Linked DNA regions of Sus scrofa: region 2 is linked to region 1. The links are chromatin contacts, called in public Hi-C maps. All regions are on one chromosome and are shown on one strand. Each heading gives the region's core, a stretch centred on a gene start, on an enhancer-like site or on the middle of the called end of the contact. The rest is flanking DNA. Distances are from core to core; before and after follow the strand shown.

What was found. Hi-C and Micro-C count contacts between places; a contact is called where the count stands out from the background.
Region 2: a Hi-C map of embryonic fibroblasts shows a contact between it and region 1, with 3 times the contacts expected there. The contact joins two enhancer-like sites. A contact is called at or near these places in 4 of 47 Hi-C or Micro-C datasets (embryonic fibroblasts, fetal heart ventricle, liver and 1 more) and 2 of 2 datasets of contacts at active chromatin or transcription factors (alveolar macrophages and skeletal muscle).

What each region holds. Positions count from the first base shown.
Region 1 is chr6:94,974,624-94,978,475 of Sscrofa11.1, reverse strand. All of the region lies in intron 2 of MACF1 (microtubule-actin cross-linking factor 1), which reads right to left. Among named protein-coding and RNA genes, the nearest start is that of MACF1, 16 kb to the right of the region's middle. Within about 2 kb of position 2,030, at least 11 of the 83 cell types and tissues checked have an H3K27ac peak or open chromatin away from gene starts, as enhancers often do. A contact at or near this core is called in embryonic fibroblasts, where this site is marked.
Region 2 is chr6:95,257,130-95,260,981 of Sscrofa11.1, reverse strand. It overlaps MACF1 (microtubule-actin cross-linking factor 1), which reads right to left. Exons shown (of 96, transcript XM_021095983.1): 55 at 317-478; 56 at 1-141. Among named protein-coding and RNA genes, the nearest start is that of KIAA0754, 11 kb to the right of the region's middle. Within about 2 kb of position 1,866, at least 2 of the 83 cell types and tissues checked have an H3K27ac peak or open chromatin away from gene starts, as enhancers often do. A contact at or near this core is called in embryonic fibroblasts, where this site is marked.

The DNA of each region.
Region 1 (3,852 bases), core at 781-3,280:
GACTTCTACGGAACAAAGAAAAGGGTTCTGGAGCATAGCTGGGAGGGGAAGGAAAAGGGAAGCCAATTTTCCTCTGCCATCAGGGAAAAGGAAAGAGTGAAGAAAGGACTCTGGTAAATACCGTTAGGGAGGTACTGGGGACCACTTTGAGGCGGGAGTTCCCAACGTGCTCTGCTCCTCCAGTCAGTTCTGTATCCTTCAGTCCCAGAGTCATGGAGGGCACTGGGGCCAACCAAGAGCAGTGATTGAGGAACTCCCGTAAATGCAGGTGATCTTTTTGCCACATCTACCCCCATCCAGCCATTATCCTACCCAGCCAGGACAAGTCTATTGACTTGATTTGGGGGGGGGGATTGCAGGTGGAAAAGCAGTTGTAGGTTAAAAGGCTGGCTGACCTCATAATAACAGCACTTTAGCAAGTAAAAAAAGAATTCATGTGATACTGAGCAGAGGAAATTGGGGTTCGGGCTTCCATTTCAGTCCCATTCTTGAGATTTTTAAGAGAGCTTCTCACCCCCAGGGCAAGGCCTGCATGCATCTTTGTGTGCTAGGAGGAGTGCCAAGGATTTGGTCAATGCCCAGCAAGCACATTAATAACAAGAGATGATGCTTTTCACTAATAGGTGCACAACTGTTGTTTCCACATCATACCATGATCAGAAATCGGGTGAGCAAGTCATTAATCATATCTTTTTCCATCAAGTTTTGCAGGCCTGCCCAAGTTCTAGGCCTGGAGATCATATAGGGAATGGCCTGAAAGGGGACAGATAGGGAGGAGCCTTGGACAAATGGCTGGTTTCCTTCCAGTTTAATCCTATATGCTCAAAAAAAGCTAGTTCACAGTTTGGACTCAGCTTCTAAAGAGCACAGTTTAAAAAAAGGAAGAGAAGAAGCTTGAGGTTTATTCTTTTTAAAATAAATAGAAGGCTTTTAGTAGAAAATGTAGGATGAAGGAGTCAGTGATTGATGACATAAGCACATTTTTTGTAAACAGCGGAGAATATAGAAATGCTAACTCCAGGGATCTCGACTGTATCAGTGCTGAGTCATCTGCATTTCCTATATTATTTTATACCAGTAGGGCAAGGACGGCCCAGACACAAACATACACCTCCACCCTCACCCCCAAACAGACATCTGCCTCCTCATTTTCACCACGGTAAATAGGAAAGTCCCTCCATCCCCTCCTGTGAGCAGGTTCTTCAAGAGTTGTGACAATTTTGCCAAAGGTGAGGAAAAACAAGGGCAGAGGGAATGAGAATATGCTCTGGGAAACAGTCTTTGTTGGGAGGGGGAGGTTGGGGGGGGCAAGGAGTTGAGATGTCTATTAAGAAACATGGTGGGAGTTCCCATCGTGGCGCAGGGGAAACAATCTGACTAGGAACCATGAGGTTGCAGGTTTGATCCCTGGCCTCACTTCAGTGGGTTAAGGACCTGGTATTGCCATGAGCTGCGATGTAGGTCACAGACCCCGCTTGGATCCTGCGTTGCTGTGGCTGTGGCGTAGGGCAGCAGCTGTAGCCCGATTAGACCCCTAGCCTGGGAACTTCCATATGCTGCTGGTGCGGCCCTTAAAAAAAAAAAACGAAAGAAAGAAAGAAAAGAAACATGGTAACCAAGGAAGAAAGTTCTGGTAGGGTGGTGGCTAAAAGGTCTTCTCAGACTCAAGTAGCTTTCTGGACAAGATTTGCATTTAAATGCTCCCAAGAGGTTTTGAAGTAATGCAGTCTACTAATGAATGAAAGCGGGGAAGGCCACATGTTTGGCTGATGTTCCTGTTTTATACAGAGAAAATTTTACAAGGATAGAGGAACAAAGCGGCTGCTGGGGGGATGGAAAGAAGGAAGCCTAGGAAAGGGAGGTTTTTGGTTTTTTCCAAGCAACAGTCTAAATTTATAGCCAGACCACACAATTGGGACAGCTCTGAGACTTTCTCCTTTTGGTCTATGATTTTCCTTTGCTCCAATGGTGAGACTGCTGTTGCATTTCTAAAGAGGCTGCAGCGGGGCAGCAGGAGGAGGCAAGATGTACTCGGAAGGGCATCTAGTGGGGGGAAAGGGTAGTACAAGTAACTAAAACCCTATTTTCTCTTCGTGTCTTCCCCAACTTAAGCCTCATCAGGTGCCTCTCTCCCTAAGGTCCAGCTACTTTCAACTTCTTTCAGCATCTCCCACCTCAGGGCCTTCCCACCTGCTTCCCTCCTGGGCCAGAACCCTTCCCTGCTCTCCCCTTTTGGCCTGGCTCACTCCTACTCAGGTCTCTGCTGAAACTCCCACAGAGAAGCCTGCCTTCATCCCCCAGATTAGTAGGCACTCCTGCCCCTCTCCTCCCCTTTGGAAATATCCATCCCATTGAAGCTATGGGTTCACTGTCTTTCATGCTTACTAAATCACTAGATCCCTGAGGGCTGGGGCTGTTGTGTGTCTTGTCCACCACGGGATCCTTAGCACTTAGCAAACGACCTGGCACATACAGGGCACTCATTAAAGATTTCTTTGTTTTGTTTTGTTTGGTGTTTTTGTTTGTTTGTTTGTTTGTTTGTTTTGTCTTTTTGTCATTTCTTGGGCCGCTCCCGCGGCATATGGAGGTTCCCAGGCTAGGGGTCTAATCGGAGCCGTAGCTGCCGGCCTACGCCAGAGCCACAGCAACGCCAGATCCGAGCCTCGTCTGTGACCTACACCACAGCTCACAGCAATGCCTGATCCTTAACCCACTGAGCAAGGCCAGGGATCGAACCTGCAACCTCATGGTTCCGAAAGTCGAATTTGTTAACCACTGAGCCATGATGGGAACTCCTAAAGATTTCTTTTAAATTTTGATTAAATCATAGATGACTGAACCAGATGATCCAAAAATACTCACTCAGCTGTTTCTGGCTTATGAATAGCTAGAAGGCTAGCGTATTGAAAAAGAGAGTAGGCTGGCCTCACAGCATCCCTTCTCTGTGACTGGCATTCAAAGTCCTCCATATTTTGACATCTACTTTCCTTTACAGACTGATCTCCCTTTATAACCTCACATGCAGCATCTTCCCCTATAATCAAACTCTGAGCCTTTGCCTAGAATGTCCTCCACCCCCCAACTCCACCTACTAAAGTCCTACCCATCTTGAATGCTCACCTGAAATGACTAGAAATTATTTTTAATCACCCAGGTAGAAGAGGCTCTTCTCAAAATCCCAGCTACATTTTCTTTCCCCCATCCCTGGGGGAACCACATGTGTTGTGTGGGTCTGTGTCGCTGCCTCCTTAACTGCTTGGTTCATAAGCTCTTTGAGGCAGAGATATCTAATTCATCTTTCTTCATCATAGGGCCTAACACAATGTTTTGCATCTAGTAGGTGTTCAATAAATGCTGAAGGCATGATGCCTCATTGAAGATGTACGGGGATGGGGGTGTGGGCTAGATCTGCACTTCAGGATGATTGAGAGTCCAGTGTCCACTCAGTGGCTAAGAGCTAAGGGCGTTTTATGCGCAGAAAGGAAAGAGGGAAGTGCAAAATCACTTCTCCTGCTAGTGCTCCTCCTCCAACTTCTAGAAGGTTTACTCAAGCACTTCTTCAGCTTGGCTCATGCTGCATTATTTTACATGTGTTAACTGATGCTTTATAAATACACTCTTTGCTAGTAGGGCACGCGAATGTGTGTGTGTGTGTGTGTGTGTGTGTGTGTGTTCTCTGCTCCTCTTTGCAGGGGTAGACTGTCTCCAGTGCCCTAAATAGTAGCCAGAGTCAGACAGCCAGACACTGAAGGGGCTGCCCCAAGCCCTATCCTTTGGCCAACTCTTGGAAGAAAATCTTCCCGTTCTAAGCTTAGAAGACCTGCCTCCGGGCCCAGCCCCACCATCTTTTCA
Region 2 (3,852 bases), core at 617-3,116, 280 kb before region 1:
TTTATACTCAGCAGATGGAGGTTTCTGATTGGCTATGAGCTCCTCAGTGTCTGCCAACCAGCTGAGCAATGGCTCCAAGGCATCTTGGAACTTCCCACAATGCAACAAAGCCTCCTGCAGTTGGGCAATTCTTTGTGCAACCTGTATCACACACACAGAGGCTCATTAGGAGAAAGGAGAGAGCTTTTAAATGACTATACTCACTCCTCTTCCTAACTACACATTGCAACTGCTAGTTTTATTTGCATTCAGGTGCCAGGGAAACCTGAAATTTAGATGTCTCTTTTCTATGCCCCTCCATTCCCAGTACACTCACCTTTTTATTCAGTGTGTTCCACCGAGTGTTGATTTCTTCCATGTCATGTTCCAAACCCTGCACATCACAGTTTTTTCCAGCACTCTGAACCAATCCCTGGCCGAGTCCATTCACCTGCTGTAATTTCATCTGAAGAGGATCCACCTGTTCTTTCTGAAACATCTAGATAAGTGCAAGCCAGAGAAGATTTAATCAAAGGAAGTGAGATCCTCTATGCCACATTGTGACTGGTTATTCTTGGGAGATTTATTTATTATTTTTCCCTTTTTTGGCCGCACTTGCGGCATATGGAAGTTTCTGGGCCAGGGATCGAAACGGCACCACCACAGAGACAAGGGGGATCATTAACCCACTGTACCACAGCAAGAACTCCTCTTGGGAGAGCTATGATTTGACAAAGGAGGGACAGGAATAACAAGCGAAAACAAGCCATCTGTACAGGAAAGTTTTGAGGAAACGTGGTTTCACATTTCAATACATTCTTCTATAGACAAGTAATTTCAGAGAGTTATGGGACCACTTAAGCATTTAACCCAATGACTCATGGTTTGTTCTTACTTGTTTTTTAATCTGCTTAATTTTTAATGCAAACACATACAGAGAATAGAGAAGCATCAGCCTCAAGACATCATGAAAGTAAGTGTGATGCATATCAATCCTAAAAGGGAAGAGAGAGACACCAAATGACTAGTACTTAAGATTAAAAATACCCTTGGGAATAGCTTTAACTGACCACTGATACATGCAATGCTCTTCTGCCACTAGGACTAATAACTCAATTAGCCAAAACATATTAATGGTGTGAAGAACACCAGCCTCATAGCTTAATCCCCCCGTGGCCATTTTAACTCCATTCTATTCCAAGGCCACAGACCACACACAGCCAATAATCTTGAAATAGTATTCCTCTGATTACAAAGGGAAATGGGTCAGTAATACTGGGAATGTCCTAACAACTTCAGATACATACTCTGAATAAGATGTAGATATACATAAAATATTAAAAAAAATGATACTGTATTTCCATGTTCACCATGAAACAATGGAATTTTAAAACAACATAAACAAGTGTAACAAGCAATATGCATGTTTCTTTTTACTGCAGTCAAGGTCCATTATTACTAAGAAATTTCTAAAAGGAAACAGAATCAAAAGAGAAGATTACATTTTGTCACTCTAATGATTTTAAAGAAAATAATGAAATAAATATTTGTCCCTAAGATCAGATTTCTTTCAATTATCAGAAGATAAAACCAGACATAGTCCACTAGTTTGGATCTATTTCCATCCTTTTTTCTTCCACAAAAAAGTTCCTTCAGTTTCAGTGAGACAGGTGAGTCAATTAAAGTTGAAGAATGACAGAAAATGGAAGAGGGCAAAACTAAATGTGAAAGAAAATTATAAGTTTGGGTAAAACTAATTTTGGCCTATGTGAAACCACAGATCACACTAGGATTAGGAAACCTGATTCCTGAAAGAATGGTCTGTGGCTGAAGAAGTGAGTCACCAGGGAGGAAAGGCCCTAGGGAACACTGGAAAAGGGAAGGTTATAAAGGTAATTACCAGTGGGCTTCATTTTATACTATAATTTGATTACACCATATTTTGTTAGGCAACACTACAAGGCAGTTCAGCTAAAAATGACTGTTTCTCCAACAACATGGCTCCCAGAGAAAGCAAGGGCTATGATACCATCTTGTATTAAAGACGTTTCCAGTGCAGAAAAATCAGAGGGAGGAAAAACAACTGCCATGGTTTAAGCTGCCTGGGTACAACAAGATGGCAGTGGGGCAGGGGCTAGAAAGGCAAGAAAGCAGAAAGCCAAAGGTACAGAGGGCAGATGTTAAGTCCACACCAAAGAGCCCCCTTTAATCTAGAAATTAAATCCTATCTCATGCTATGACTGACATTTAATTTTTTTTCTGCATTGTCCAACATGGCAGCCAGTAGCTACATGTGTTTATTTAAATTAATGAGAAATTCAGTTCCTCAACCACACCAGCCACACTTCATGAAATCAACAGCCATGGGTGGCAAGTGCCTAATGTTTTGGGGAACACAGGTAAAGGGTATTTCCATTTTGGCAAGAAGCTCTACTGGATATCAATGTAAATGACACAGAAAAGTAAAAATGTAACAGCTATTTTTTTTCTTAAAATTTGGATTTTCTCTCTTCATGAACATTTCACATAGAAGCATTAGAGATTCCTTTGTTTCCCATATCCACCCTGCAGATTAAGTTGACAGGGAAGGAGTATTTGTCCCATTTTCCCCCAGAATTTTAAAATATTTGAAAGCACCTCCAAATACTAAGTACTACTTAGATATTTATTTTGAACACAAGCGAACAGAAAGTAAATTTGAAAACACTTGCTCCTTTCTCTCAACTCCCAAATAAAGCTGTTCTGCAAAACCAGTGCTTTCAGATACACTAAAATCCCTACTCCTTAGTATCTCGATGGGACTATGCATGTTATTAACCAACCAGTGCTGGCAGACATTTCCCAGAACAGAACACTAGTAAAAATTATTGCAAGGCTGTAAGATGCAACAGGGACATAAACCAGAAAACTTCCCCCAAAACTTCTTATAGCACTTTTATCTTTGTCATCCCACATTCTCAGTTTTTATCCTGGCTGATCCTGTTTCTGATGTCCTTTGCTCTCTTCCTCTTTCTTAGATCTCCAAATGTTAGTCTTTGTGGAGAGAGAAAAGGGTAGGTTAGGATGCCTTCTTATGCTACATTCTCTTCTAGGAATCCAATCCATTCCTATGGCTTTAAATATTTACCATGGCAAATGCTTACTACTTTAAAACTTCAAATCTCTATACCTAGCTACTTTCTTTACATTGCCAAACAAATAAGTCACAGGCATCTCGAATCTAACCATTCCGAAACTGAACAGTATACCTCCTAATTTCCTTTCCCTGCAAATCTGTTCTTTCCTAAACAAGTTACTACTGCACCCACTGTATAGCTGTAAGCATAAATGACACCATCTTGTGCCCTTACAGTTCCTTTTGTCCTTCCCCTGACACTACCCAGGACTGTACTAATACAGTAAATCACTTCTCTGTCATTAAGGGCTTTGTAGTTAATAGATATTGTTTAATAATCATAAGGATCAGGTAGTCTCTATGCTCTGTTAGTCCCCAAACAATGATGAAAACCTTTGCTGAGGTATATTCCTGGCGCCCATGAGACCAGCTACCCATTCATAAATCTTGACTTAGGAATGCATGTCCCATTTCCAAGTACCTATCCCTTCACCCAGGTAAACTATAGAACTGTCCTGGTGGCCCTCAGTGGTGCAGAATGCAGCTACAAATGCTTCTGGATTGTCTGCCTGATCCCCATCCCACTCTGAGAGTAAGTTACCCTATAATGCTATAATGAACTGATCCACTGATTATATGGAGCTGCTTGCCTCGTTTTTTGGTCTCAAGATGCCTTCTCAGTTCAGGCACTTTTCGTTCCCTTCGTCCTCCAACACCTAGCCACTCAGTCGTGCATACTAGAACCTAGAAGCCATCCT